Linked DNA regions of Gossypium arboreum: all the other regions are linked to region 2. Evidence: chromatin contacts called from public Hi-C data. All regions are on one chromosome and are shown on one strand. Each heading gives the region's core, a stretch centred on a gene start, on an enhancer-like site or on the middle of the called end of the contact. The rest is flanking DNA. Distances are from core to core; before and after follow the strand shown.

The links. A called contact is a pair of places that touch in the nucleus more often than the background predicts.
Region 1: a Hi-C map of leaf shows a contact between it and region 2, with 2.5 times the contacts expected there. The contact joins the promoter of LOC108484678 here to the promoter of LOC108473922 in region 2. A contact is called at or near these places in 2 of 5 Hi-C or Micro-C datasets (both in leaf).
Region 3: a contact with region 2 is called in a Hi-C map of leaf, with 3 times the contacts expected there. The contact joins the promoter of LOC108485651 here to the promoter of LOC108473922 in region 2. A contact is called at or near these places in 2 of 5 Hi-C or Micro-C datasets (both in leaf).

The regions. Positions count from the first base shown.
Region 1 is chr6:29,821,214-29,826,149 of ASM2569848v2, reverse strand. LOC108484678 (calmodulin-binding receptor kinase CaMRLK) reads right to left here and starts at 1,370. Exons shown (of 2, transcript XM_017788558.2): 1 at 1-1,370. The coding sequence starts at 1,097.
Region 2 is chr6:30,265,890-30,270,482 of ASM2569848v2, reverse strand. LOC108473922 (SAP-like protein BP-73) reads left to right here and starts at 1,663. Exons shown (of 3, transcript XM_017775746.2): 1 at 1,663-1,843; 2 at 2,317-2,652; 3 at 2,947-3,736. The coding sequence starts at 1,741. The coding sequence ends at 3,287. LOC108473924 (a long non-coding RNA gene) reads right to left here and starts at 1,315. Exons shown (of 2, transcript XR_008284222.1): 1 at 1,018-1,315; 2 at 602-927. It overlaps LOC108473923 (60S ribosomal protein L11-like), which reads right to left. Exons shown (of 5, transcript XM_017775747.2): 4 at 4,370-4,565; 5 at 3,425-3,762. The coding sequence ends at 3,564.
Region 3 is chr6:30,766,996-30,771,546 of ASM2569848v2, reverse strand. LOC108485651 (high mobility group B protein 1-like) reads left to right here and starts at 2,933. Exons shown (of 1, transcript XM_017789504.2): 1 at 2,933-3,964. The coding sequence starts at 3,091. The coding sequence ends at 3,807.

The sequences.
Region 1 (4,936 bases), core at 121-2,620, 440 kb after region 2:
TCTGCTACCCAGGATGAGCCCGATTCAGTCTCGAAAGAGAAGGGTCCTGATTTTTCGATCTTGAAATTTGGTTGGACAGGGTTGGAGATTGCCCATTTGTTTCTCTTCGCAAGTTTCTTTCTTCTATATGTGAAGAAGAAGCAAAACACAAGGGAAGCCAGTAGAAACCCTGATGAAGATGACAAACCAATGACCAAAGCTTTGGTCTTTGATTTGGGTTTATGTCTTTTGAGGGGTACATGTTTTTGAAAGACTTTGTGAGCTGGGGTCAAGGAATGGGTTTTAATGCGATGGTTTGGTGCTCTTTTTGAAGTATTGAAAACGAAATCCCCACCACGAATAAAAGCAGATTTGCCAAATCTTTGGAACTTGTCAAACCCAACTGAACCGATGAAGTGGTTGAGCGAAATGTTTAGGAACTTTAGGCTATTGACTAAAGGGAAATCAGAAGGGAAAGTACCATTCAGGGAGTTGTTTGATACATCCAAGTAATTCAAGGAACGAAGAGCTGAAATGGGCTTTACACTGCCCGAAATCTTGCAACTAGAAATATCCAGGTGCTGGAGCTTGATAAGTTTGGTGAACCCAGAAGGAAGAACACCAAGATGATTGTGGGAAAGGTCAAGAAATTGAAGGTTGGGAAAGCCAGAGAGTTTAACCAAGTTGGTGAACCTGTTATCCGAAAGGTTCAACACCTGCATCGATGAAGACGAACCATTTCCCGAGGTGGGTTCGAACCCAATACTCCCTCCAAACTTATTTCTCGCCAGACTAGCCTCAACGAGTGTGGGCATAGACCAAAACCAATCTGGAACAGAACCTTGAAGAGAATTGTTGGAGAGATCAATGGTGCGCAACTGTGAAACCTTGCGGAGAAATTTCCATGAAATGGTACCAGTTAAATTCTTTGAAGAAAAGTCGAGTACCTTTATTGGAGGATAAGAGCAGTTGGGGTCGTGGGATTTCAACCAAGAGATGTTGAACCCAGAGACTGATCTAAAAGCTTTAGAAACCAGTGCGTAGTCTGTACTGTTGCATGTAGATTGGGCCGCTACCACCAGGGAAAGGACAAGCATAAATCTGGCCACAACTTCCATTTCTTCACTTCAAGCTTCGACCTTTGGCTGCAGTTTTTCGCATGTCCACGCTTACACAAAGGTAGAAGAAGAGGAAGTGAATAATTATATGGAATAGATTGTCTTATACTACTTGACTTTTATCTTTATGGGTTAGAGGGAGGCAAAATAAAGTTTGTGAAGTAGGAGGAGATGCAAAAGTTAACGGCAGTGGGTGTACTATAAAGAGAGGAGGGAACAGTTAACGGTGTGTAATGTGTTAGACTGTTGATGGGGTTGACTGTATCTTATAGTCACGCCTCACTCATACTGTCACAAATATCACCAGTCGCTGATGCGCCCATTCCTCTGATTATACGATTTTACGGGAAGTACCACAAAATCCTCTCTAGATTACATTTTAGTTCTTTTATTGAATAAATTAGTCTTGTGCATGTTAAATGAGTGAAAAATACTACTTTTTTTAAAATTTGATATTTATATATAAGGTATAATAATAAATTTAATCATTAATTTTATACATTTATTCAATTTGACCTTTTCTCTTTTATCATAAGTAAATTAGAAAAATTGAAACTAATAAGATTAAATGGTCAAAAGGCTTTAATAACAAAATTGAAAAAAAATCAATTAAGCCCTTTAAAATTTAAAATTATTAAAAATCATAAAATTATTAAAAATTATATATATTTTAATTAAAAATAACAATACCAATGCATTAAAATCTAATGGTTATAATATATTTTTTAATATGTTGGCATTGTTTTTAATAAAATTTTAAAATTTTATAACATTTTATATAAATTTTGCTTGTAAATTTTAATGATTTTTAAAATTTTTAAAAGAGTTTAATTGATTTTTTTAAAAATATTGCTAATACCTTTTTACCCTTTAGTCTTATTAGTTTCAACAATTTATAATTTACTTCCAATAAAAGAGCAGGGTCAAATTGAATAAATTGTAAAGATTAAGGGTTAAAATTTTATTATACCTTAGATATAAACACCAAATTTTAATAGAAGGATCGTTTTGCTCATTTATTTAGTGTACAATGACTAATTTATCTATTTTTTAGTAAAGAAACTAAAATGTAACCTAAGATATGACAATGAGGTTTAATAGTACTTTTACCTCAACGAGTTGATCCTTTAAAATGAAAAATTATACATTTCAACTTTGAAAATTTTATAAAAGGATAAAATATAATTTACTACTAAAAATAAAATAAAATATTAATTTAATCATTTTAAAAATTATAAATATATGAGTATAGTAATAAAATTACATTTCAATTCTAATAAAAATATATAATTAAGTTTTGATCCTAAAAAACTTCATGCTTCAACTCGGACGGATAATTAGAATTCTCTCATAAATTTTCTTTATTAACCATAAAAGTAAAATGGACTTAGTATATACTTTAGTTCCAACCAAAACAAAATATGCATTTAGAACTTTACATCAAGGAAAAAGAATTAATATGTTGAAATTTTAAGAGAAAAAATAATTGTATAAATTAATTTTTATTGTGCATACATTATTCAGAGACTGCTTTGTTCAGACCAATGTCTCGTTTCTAAGCATGGCTACGCCAGACCAAGTCACTTCATTGGATAAATTTTGTCTGAGGAGATAAATATCATCCATCACTAATACATTTTATACTTACATCACACCAAGTCACCTTAACGACATAATGAGGAGACATTATCAGCTTAATGAGAAGATCTTCAAAAAAAAAAAAAAGCCAACACTTTACCCAAACTTCCACCAGTAACTCGCCTCTTTATTGTGTGAACCACTATTCTCTTCATCTTCGAATTTACTTCAGTTAGCTCAATATCATTATTGATTTACATTAGTTTGTAACTATTAGTATCAGTATTGATTATTTAAATTTCATTTACTTTTTTATCTTAATATTTTTTCTTCATAAATATATTTAAAAATAAAATAAGATAATTAATTTGTATAAATTAATTAATACTAAATTTTTATTCTCATATCAATATAAATATGTTCTTGGTACATATATTTACATGTATATGTGATATATGCTATATACTTGATCAAAAGACACTAGAAAATAAACTCTCTCTCTATATATGAAAAATATGAGTGGATTCCCCTTTTTGGATGATTGAACTGATCAAGAAGCAGTAGATGAGTACGAAGATGAGATAAAAGACAGAAGGTATGGGTGGGGAAGCATGCTTCAGCATTTGCAATACTACTTTCTTTATGAGGGGAGGTGTATTTTTTTTTTTTTTAGTAATTAGATTATCCTTTGTTGATAGTGTGATTAATTCTTTTAGATGCTTTTCAAAGAGTTAAATGATTGGTCATAATTTTTATGAGTGGAAATCAAACTCCCAATCATTACACTACACCTCATGGTTGCTATTTTGTTTGATATATGTGATAAACGGATCAATACAAATGCTGGGTGTTTGACTGTTCAAATGTATGAGGGTCTAGCTGTCCGAGAAATTAAAATAAAAAAAAAGAAGAGTTCAATTCCTCGTCAATACGGGCAAACAATGGTTCCCTTTAGATGAAACCCTCACGCGTAGGATCCATATTTGGGTCATTATTCTATTTCAGTGTTCCATTTTGGACATATATATAAGTATATGGTCTTAAAGCATCCGTTGTTCTATTTTGCTACCAATAAAGGGTCTTTGACCCTCAATTCATAAATTTTGCTTCTAACTTGCAATGCATTGAAGTAAGTCTGTATTTACCTCTTCCGTCTCTTATGGCCTCATTTTGTGCACAAGATTCATGCTTGTTTTCTCACTTTAGAAAACCTTCAAGGGATGAGCCGACAAGAATGAGCAAAACCCAATTATTTCAATTATAAATTTCGAGATTTCGTTTCCAATCCAATATGTTTATTATCAGATATTTTTAACATGAATTTATCGACTGCGCACGGTACAGTGGAATATATTTGTTAATGACTGGTTTCAGCTATCGTGCTACGTGCCTATTGGAATTACAACCTTTAACATCCAGTTAAAAAAACTAATGTTAAGAGTCCCAAAGAATGTGTGTGAAAACTAATGATGAAGAATATTTGTTGTTTGAGGAAATTTAAAAAATCCTTAACGAACCCCAACCACATCGCCATCCAGAAGCAATGGACAAATAAATAATTAAGGAATTATTGTATGTTAGTGATGGGAGCGGCTCCACTACCATTATTCTGTAACTTTTTGACAAACAAAAGCCAATAAACTTTTATCAATTAAATGAGAGAGATGATTCATTCAAACACCTTGACTCAAACTTTCAAAACAATCACACTTCATGTATTCCAACCATTCTCTCTAATTAACCACATCATCCACCTTAATTTTTGTTCAACATTTGCACAAATTCAGCTTATGCTTCTTCACATTTCAACTACTATTTTTAATAAATCCTTACTTCTGGATAATTCCATTTGTATGATTAATATAAAACACTGAGTGAAAAAATTATTAAAGAAAAAAGTTAATTTTATGCTTCAAATTGGAGAGCTCTTATGATTACCGCATTATATTAGTCGATCCTTATGGCTTAATTTAACACAACTTTGTCAAAAAACATAAGTCGATAATTTTTTGTTGGCGCTGAGAAAATTAGAGTTCGAATTCAGGCTGTTTTGAGATGCATTTTTACCTCCAGTGCAACAGGTTTAGAGTCTTTTTTTTTTTTTGCTCAGTTGCATTGCTGCAATTCTTTTAAATTGCTAGGTCTAGTGAAGTGAAATCTTTTACCAACGCACGGATGGTTACTAGAGTTCTCCAATGAAAATTCTACATCTCTACGATGGGTTTTTTTACACTTATACCCTTATTCTTTTACTTATTACC
Region 2 (4,593 bases), core at 414-2,913:
GTGAAGTATCATTGGACACAAGAAATTCTTGATGCTAAGTTGATAGAGCTTAAGAAAATTTACATTGATGATAATAGTGCGGATATGTTGACCAAGGATTTACCAAAGGGAAGTTTGAAGCTTGTTGCTTGGTATGGCGAACACCTCCACATAGTGAGAAAGAGAGATTTGTTGGGTATAGGGCCCCATGTGTTCCACTATGTGTGGGAAGACCATAACCCTGTGACCTATTCTTTTTAAAGAGGGAAACAACATTTTTTGCGTGTAAAAAGTGTGTGCCAACAAATTAAAAAGAAAAAGAGAAACGAAAAAATACAACTTTATTCAACAACTACAGTTTTGATCAACTATTGATTGAGGTTCTATCAAATGTTTGTTTATAATGATTTTTGGGTTGTAGTTTATAGACTAAGGATCTCAAATGTGTTCACTAGGATTTTCCATACAGGTATTATAACTTCAGGTTTTCGTTTATCAAAGTTAACCCATTTTTTGTGATATTCTCAACTTTTCTCTTAAAGTTTGCCTGAAATTATTTGTTAATAGCCTTGTTTGAGTTGTATACTCTTTATTCTAGCTTGGTTGTGATTTTATAGCAAGATTTTGATAATAATGATTTTTCAGTATCATAAATCCAACTGTAAAACAGTAATAATTTAGTAACATTCAGCCCAGCATCGTTCCATTGGCATCCTTCTATAAAACCTGATTTACTTTTAGTACTACAACTTTGATTATCATCCGACTAGGGTGCAGCTTGGGTCCGTTTCTTAAACCCTTCCTGCTGATCTTCTCTCTCATTTTCTCCACTTCAACATTTTTACCGCAGCATAGATATTAGCTAAAAGTGCATAGTAATAGTATCCAGTAGTTTCGGGTTTGCAACTCTCTCAGCTAGTTTAACACCATGGTACGTAAATCCTGCAACTACATAGAAGAGCTGCCCAAATTGTGGCATCTGGTCTGAATTCTTATAGATATTATTTTCAATTAATTCATATGCGTTTGAAAGTTTACCACACATGAATGTTGCAATCATTTCTCACTATGTAGAAGAATCCCCAATCTTCCTCAAGTAATCCAGAATGGCTCCTAGCATGCAGTATAGAAATGAAATGAAGGATCCTTCATTAGACTCCATGCCGCATCCCTTATATCGTTTTAGGTAGTAGCAAAACCTTCATTTGCAAACACAGGCATGCCATGCCCAACAACTATCAATGTCCATGAGACTTTATCTGTCTAAGAAATCATATCAAAAGATTAAACATGCAAGACCTACAACTCTCCACAGTTGAAGAAAACCCCTCCACGCTTCCTTTAAGTCCCACAATTTGCATATCATTGAGCATAGGATTTAAAGGCAACAGCATCGTTAGAAATAATCTTTAACTTGGTAATCGGTGGATTTTTCCAACATGACCTCAAAAACTGAAAAAAAGACTGGGTTTTTGAAGAAGATTTGAAAAGTTTTAACTAAGGTTTTGGGTTTTGATTTAGAAGCGAGAAAGACAAGTTTGGGGGAGTATTAGCCATGGAAAAACGGGAAGGTTTCAAGCATAAAAGCTAACAGTTAGATGATTCGTTTGGCACGTGATGTGCACGCTCACAGAAAAATAAATAAATAAAATTGTGGACCAGCAAATTCAGGAATTAATAAAATTATTAGAACTTACAGCGTATAGGATATAGCTCGTGGATCCAATTGCATTTGGAATCTGAAATTTTTGCAAGCAAAACATGGCTGCTGCTATTCTTTCCTTTCAGTCCCTATCTCGTTTCGCTCCTTCTTTCCCTTTCAACAAGCAACTTAAGCTGAGAAAGCCTGTTTTATCTCTCACAGGTAATAAGTTTTCGCCATGGCCTTTTATCGTTTCATATTTCTCATAAATCCCATCTATTCGTTGCAATATTTTTGTTGTACCTTGTGTATTAAGGGATCTGCTAATAACTCCCTGTATTTGAAGCTTATCATTTGGTAGAGATCTGGGTGTTTTGTCTCCAAAGTACTTGTTTTCTGTTTGAATCATCTCTGCATGAATTTGATCGACTTGAGATTTCTAACATTATGGCATTTCAGCATGCAAATACTTAACTGTGTTGGCCTGTCTCTTCAACTTTGCAATGTAGATTTGCATATTGTTTCAATACTTCCTCTCTTTGTTAAATTCGGTGACATGACATATATGTCGTGGTTCAGTTTCCACATGGAATTACGATTATAAACACATGAATCTGTCGTTCCTGGTCCGTCTGAAATTTCATAAACTAGAAACTGAGGGATCATTTGTTGATGCAGCTTATTAAATTTGGCAGAGATTGCAGATAAGTCTATGCCCTTTAGCTCACTTAACCCAACTCTTTCAAGCATAACATCTGATGGCAACACAAAAGGAAGCGGTCCAAAGAAAAGTTCTAATAATGCCCCAGGAAGTAAGGAGATTGATGAAAATGAGAAATCATCTCGTGCCATTAAAGCACCTAAATCGTCCAGTAAGGAAGAGATGATTGCTCTGTTTAGAAGGATACAATCTTCAATCTCCAAGGGTAAGCCTGGAAGGGCTAAGTCTGAAAGTTTCAGCTCATCCGAGGATAAGTCCACAGCTGAATCAGTTATGGATGTTATTCGCGAATCAAGAATGAATGTCAAAGGTAACGTGCTTTGGCATCCAATTCCATACAGTTTTAAAGCATTCCAGTTTTTTCAAACATAATTGTTACCAACACACATGCACTATGTTGAGGTCTGGTAAGGATAGTCACTGTTCTAGTGATTGGAATGCCTGCAAGAAAGCGAAACAAGAGTCAGATAGGCATCTTAGGATTGGCATAGACAACCAGACCATCCTTACCAGACCTCAAAACGGACAAAGAAATTGAAGCTTTAATTCCTTGATGTGTCAAAATGGTCACCGCAAAAACTTATATATTTTACAATTTTGGCAGACACTAGATCAAAAAAGGGTACCAAGGCATTGAGATGGAGAAGTAGCATCTCTAAGATAAGTAGTGTGGAGAAGAAAGCTACTGTAGAAACCGAGGAGTTCAATTTATCAAGGCCACCATCTAATTTTATAAAGAGATCGCCAATACCACACCCAACAGCACCAAGAACAAAGACCCCTGAGAGGAGCAATGAAGTGGTATCCATCGATGGGAGGGGCTCAGAGTTGGCAAACATGGAGAAACTAAAACTTTCAGAGTTGAAAGAACTAGCAAAAGCCAGAGGAATCAAGGGTTACTCCAGATTGAGGAAGACTGAACTTCTTCAATTGTTGATGTCATAAGGAGACAGAACCGCCCCCCCCCCCTTTTTTTTCTGTAATAGCAAATGCTAAGCCTTACTCTTATTTCCGCAGCTCCAATTCAAAATACTTGAACAGAGAAAGGCATTCTCCAATTGCATAAAAACTGATAAATGTAATAAACCAACAAGGAAAGTACTTTGGAATTTCAAGTCAATCATATATCTCTCCGGTAAAACAAAAAAACCGATACGGTAAATAGTCAAAATCAAATAACCAAAACTTCAAACAACTCAACTGATCTTGTAAATGCTACCCCTAAGCTCCAATATTTTGAGACTTGTTAAGGATGACACCTTCATATTTGACCTGGAACCATTTCATGGCATCCTCCTTAGTTACTCTGTGCTGAATACCAACACGTGACTTGCACCTGCGACGACGACCAACGCGGTACCCAGCTCGTTCCAGGACAACATAAAAGTCCATACCGTAGATACCAGTTGAAGGGTCGTACCTAGAAAGAGGACAAGGGTTACAATTTTACACCTTCATGTAATATATAGCATCAATATTGAATGCAACTAGCAATAGAATAAGCTGCCAAGAACTGCTTTTAATTAACTTATTAACAGGAAGAAAAGAACAGATATTCACAAGATTCCTTTAATGGCTGCCAGTGTTAAACTAACACTAAAACTGAATTGGGCTTATAGTTTTCAAGCCACACTCTACTTGCAAACCTTTAAACAACTTAGCCCAGTTAAAAGTAGCATTGCTATTTCATAATTACATCCTAGAGGAAGCTAACAGCAATGCAGCTCCATTATTACATCCTAACGCCGAGCTCAAGCTTATAAAGCATTGCAGGAGACACAAATGCATTGCCATTCAAGTAGTATAGTATATTTTTGTTTGGCCACTAGGTAGTACAGTTTTTCAATCATAAAGTTCCAATAACAGAAGAAGACCCAAACCCATGAAAGAACCCAAACCTTGCTCCACTATGTCCATTCTATTTTAATCATAAAGTTTCAACTCAATGTTTCCAGAACACATTATAACGTAACAACACGAATTAAAATATTAAAAATTAATAGAGGAACAAAAAATAATAAACTTACTTGATGCCAAGATCAATGTGCTCCTGGATGCCAAATCCGAAGCATCCAGTATCACTGAAGTTTCTCCTCAAAAGTTCATACTCCTTAACCTTCAAACCGCTCTCGAGAAGTTGCATAGCCTTCTCTCCCCTCACCGTCACGTAGCAAGCAATCTTTTCATTACGCCTGATTCCAAAAGATCTCACAGTGTACCTAGCTGCTCACATCAACCCCACATTTTTATT
Region 3 (4,551 bases), core at 1,684-4,183, 500 kb before region 2:
TCAAAAGGGTAAGACATTTTCCTAAAAGAAGACCTCATTTTCCCAACTTATGTAAAATATTTTACCGTAGGAATTTATTTTCACCCAACCAAACATCAGAAAAGCCTGAAAAGCTTTTACGGAAAAGCTTTTAGAGGTTACCAAACGGAGCCTAAATTAGTAGACTCATTCTTAATATAAATTGAATGAAAATATAATTTAAGTCAAATGTACAGAGAAAGGGATATGAACAAAAATGGCTAAATTCAAAAAGTAGATATTTGAATACAATACCTCAACCACACATCCAGAGTACTTATCCACTGAAACGAATCAATTACTTAACAAAATGCCAACAACCTTAATTCAAAAACAGAAAGTAACTACTAACTCAATTTCTTCTAACCAGATTTTTGGGATGAGACAATAAGAACAATAAAAAAACAAAAAACACCTAAAACACCCAAGAAAATGATACCAAATGATACAGATGAGAGTGAATAAGTGCAAAACAAGATTATAAAGTTTATCCAAGTTACGAATTTGATTTAGGGCTTCAGACGTTTAAAAAGAAATTTGGATTTTGACACAACTTGAAACACAATCGAATCCAAGTCAGATAAAACAATTAAAATAAATAAATAAGATAAATCAAATATTAAAATAATAAAGAAAGAAAATAAATAAGATAGATGGAAAAGATAGAATGTGGCATATAAAAGTCCTAAGAAGCCTTAAAAATAAGAAGAATCCACAACTCCCTTCAAGCAGATCTAATTTCCCCTCCAAGGAAGAAAACTTGCCAAGAAAAAATTTGAAGATGATCCCCACAATCTGAAAAGATTGTTAAAACTCTTCTAAAAAAAGACTTAAGAGAAATTCTTGAAAAGAAAAACTCAAAGAATTTATGAACTCAAAAGAAAAGTTGTTGAATAATAATCAGTTGCTTCTTTGTGTTCAATGTAAAGGCCTTTATATAGACTAGCTAAATAAGTCTAAATAAAACTCTTAAGTATGCTAGAACTCTAATTAACCTAAAGAAGAAGTAATTTTAAACTAAACTTTCTTGTTGACATAAAACTTCTAAATAACTTAAAATACATAATAAGAGTTGATAAATACAATATTGAGCTCATATATAATAAAGATTGAGCCTAAAACCCAAACCCAATATGATTTAAACTCAAATTAAATCTCAAAACTCGTAACTTCTATAATAATCCCATCTAGAAATATTGCTCGCATAGTCTCAACTAAAACAATCATAACTTAAGTTCCCGAACTCAAAATTGAGTGATCTTAATCTAGAAATTCTTGGATCCTATCCAAAAATTTATCACAAGTTGAATAATCTTTTCAGCTTGAAAATCGACAACTTGGTTAAAATGACTTTAATGCATTTCACCCATTCCATGCATGCATCATTCCTCTTTTCCTTGAAAAGATTCATCCTCACATATTGGCTTTGATCGAATCTTGGTTTAATTTGTTTGACCTTTGACCTTGTTGTTTGTCTTAAAGTAGTTTAAGCCCATCACATTCATGGGCCTAAAGAAACTCGTATCCAGTTTCTAATATTATAAAATCAAATAATTATTTCAAATATCATTATTATTTTTATACGTAAAATATTTTAAATATAATTGTTTTTCACTTACATTGTAGGTATGGTAAATTATAAATTTATAAAATCAAATAATTATTTCAAATATAATTATTTTTAGTAAATAAATTTTTATATGTTAAATATTTATTTTTCGATTTATATCATGAGTGTGGTAAATTTTAGTATTATATATTTTGTGTGTGTATTTGAAATAATTATTTAAAATATTTCACATATAATAATAGTGATATTTGAAATAGTTAATTGAAATATTTCACATATAAAAATAATGGTATTTAGAATAATTATTTAAAATATTATACATATAAAATAATAATGACATTCAAATAATTATTTGATTTTATAATATTAAAATTTACTATACTCATAGTACAGATAAAAAATATTCGACATATAAAAATTATATAAAAATAAAAAATTGTTGATACTCTCTTCAAAAGAAAATATATTTAATTTTATGATGATATATATATTTTAATATGGTTTCATTATATAACATATTTATTATTCTGTTTATATAAATAAAAATATTTTTAATATAATGAAATATATTTATAATTACACATTTATTATATATATAAATAAAAATTATTAATTAAAAATAAAATAACTTGAAAATAATATGTTTATTAATTAAAAATATTAACTAAATATGAAAAATAAATAGAAAAAACTTGAATCAACATGAAATTAAAAATAGTGCTTAAGATAGGAATCAAACTTGAGATGAAAATAGTAATACGTGACCATCTCATTAAGAGGGTTGACATGTCAAAAGAATTAAGATAGGATTCAAACTTTGAGATAAAAATAATAATACGTGACCATCTCATTACGAGAGTTGACATGTCAAAAAAGTATCTTTCGTAAAAAGTATTTTTCAAAAATATTTTTCCAAGATACCTTTTGTCACATTTACAATCCGTCTATTTCTTTAAATAATCAAAATTTTAACTTATATTTTAATTTTTCTTAAAATCAACACATACTCGTCACTTTGCGTATAATTATTCTTATTAAAAGTAAAAATATAAAATCAAGATAAATTATTAAAACATATTTAACTTCTAAATAAATAATAAAAATTCCTATCCGGGCAAGAAAAATAAAATTCCCTAAAAGATGTACGATAATATGTTTCACCTCACGCAATAATTCTTCGCTTTTGTGACTTTGCTTCTTCTTAAAGCCACGTTAAGTCCGCAGGTTCCGAATCACTTTGTCTTCGAGGAAAAAGCAATCCACTCTCGTAGTCGGACAGAACATAAATAAAACAAAATTAATAGCATACTTAATTATTTATAAATTCAATGTCTTGTTACCATAATACCCATTTCGTTGGTTGAATTGTTTCTTATTTATATACATGTTTAAGTGTATTATGGTCACATACAGGGTCTATATTAGGCTTAAGGTCTGAATTAAACCATAACCTCACAATTTCCGGAGAGTATCTTCATTCGTTTACTTTTGAGGTGACTTTAATGGAAATCGAAGAGATAATGAATCTCTTCGATTCATGTTGGTTTGAGATGGAAATCTTAAAGAAACAGACATCTCAATCAACATCTACGAGTTTTGAGCCAAAACCAGATCGCAAAACTGAAGGGAACTCGTCAAAACCAGAGCTTAAACGCACCCAAAGTACTCTCCATTCAAGATCCATGAGTGATCAATTGAGCTTAAATAGAACAAGCTTCGTAAGTTCTTATGATTCTTTCTCACCAGACTCAGTTCTCCACTCACCAAATCTCCATAAAACCATCTCAGGCAAAGAAATCGCAGAAGAAGAATTGAAAGAAACTTGTAGTAATATGAGATTTACGAGAAGAAAGAAAGGTAGGAGGAGTAAGAGCTTGTCAGAGTTGGAGTTTGAAGAGTTAAAAGGGTTTATGGATCTTGGCTTTGTTTTCTCAGAGGAAGATAATAAGGATTCAAGGTTGGTTGAGATAATTCCAGGGTTGCAAAGATTAAGAAGGAAAGAAAGTCAAGAAGAAGATACCCAAGAAGCAGATGACGATGATGATGATGATGATGATGATGAAGTTTCAAGGCCTTACCTTTCAGAAGCCTGGAAAGTTTCAGAAAGAAGAAAAACAAACCCATTGATGAATTGGAGAGTTCCTGATTTGGGTAATGAGATTGACATGAAAGACAGCCTTAGATGGTGGGCTCATACTGTTGCCTCTACAGTCAGATGAGAAGAAGAACTGAATTCATAGCTTCCAATTTCCAAGTTTTGGGTTTTTTTTTTTTTTTTTCCGTGAGAATTAAATGATTTTTGCCGTCAATTTTCTTTGCGTGAGTTAAACTGTAAAAAGAAAACAAACAAATAAATAAAATATATGTTTCCGGTAACGACCGATGATATACCAGGTCTTTAGTTTGTTAGAAGATTTTTTTTTTTACAAATTATGTTATTTTTCAAGGTGAAAATATTAGATTATTCTCTATATTATATATAAGCTGTAACTTTAATTTTTTCTATTCTAATTCCATCAATTTATTATCGACACTTTTGAGTTTTTCTATTCTTCATGTAGTTTTTATTTTTAAAATTTAAAATTTTAATATTTATTAAAACAATAATCTTTAAATTTATTAATTAAAATGAGTGTTTTTTTAACATTTTATTAAAATCACAAATTATTTTACCATTATACATGTAAATTTATGTTTGTCAATATAAAATTTTAAAAATAATACAATTTAATTTAATAAATTTAACTATTATTATTTAAATTTAATGAAAAATTACAATAACTATATAATCAAGTAAAAGTTAAGAGATTTTTACTTTTTATTTTATTTTGTAGATTCGATCATGCTCAATTAGAGTTTAATGTAGCTACGAAATATTCGAATCCACCCATAATCGTAGCCCAAAGGAGGAACGAGTCTAAGCTTGTTGATGTTATCGCCAACCAAAGTAGATAGTTGACTTG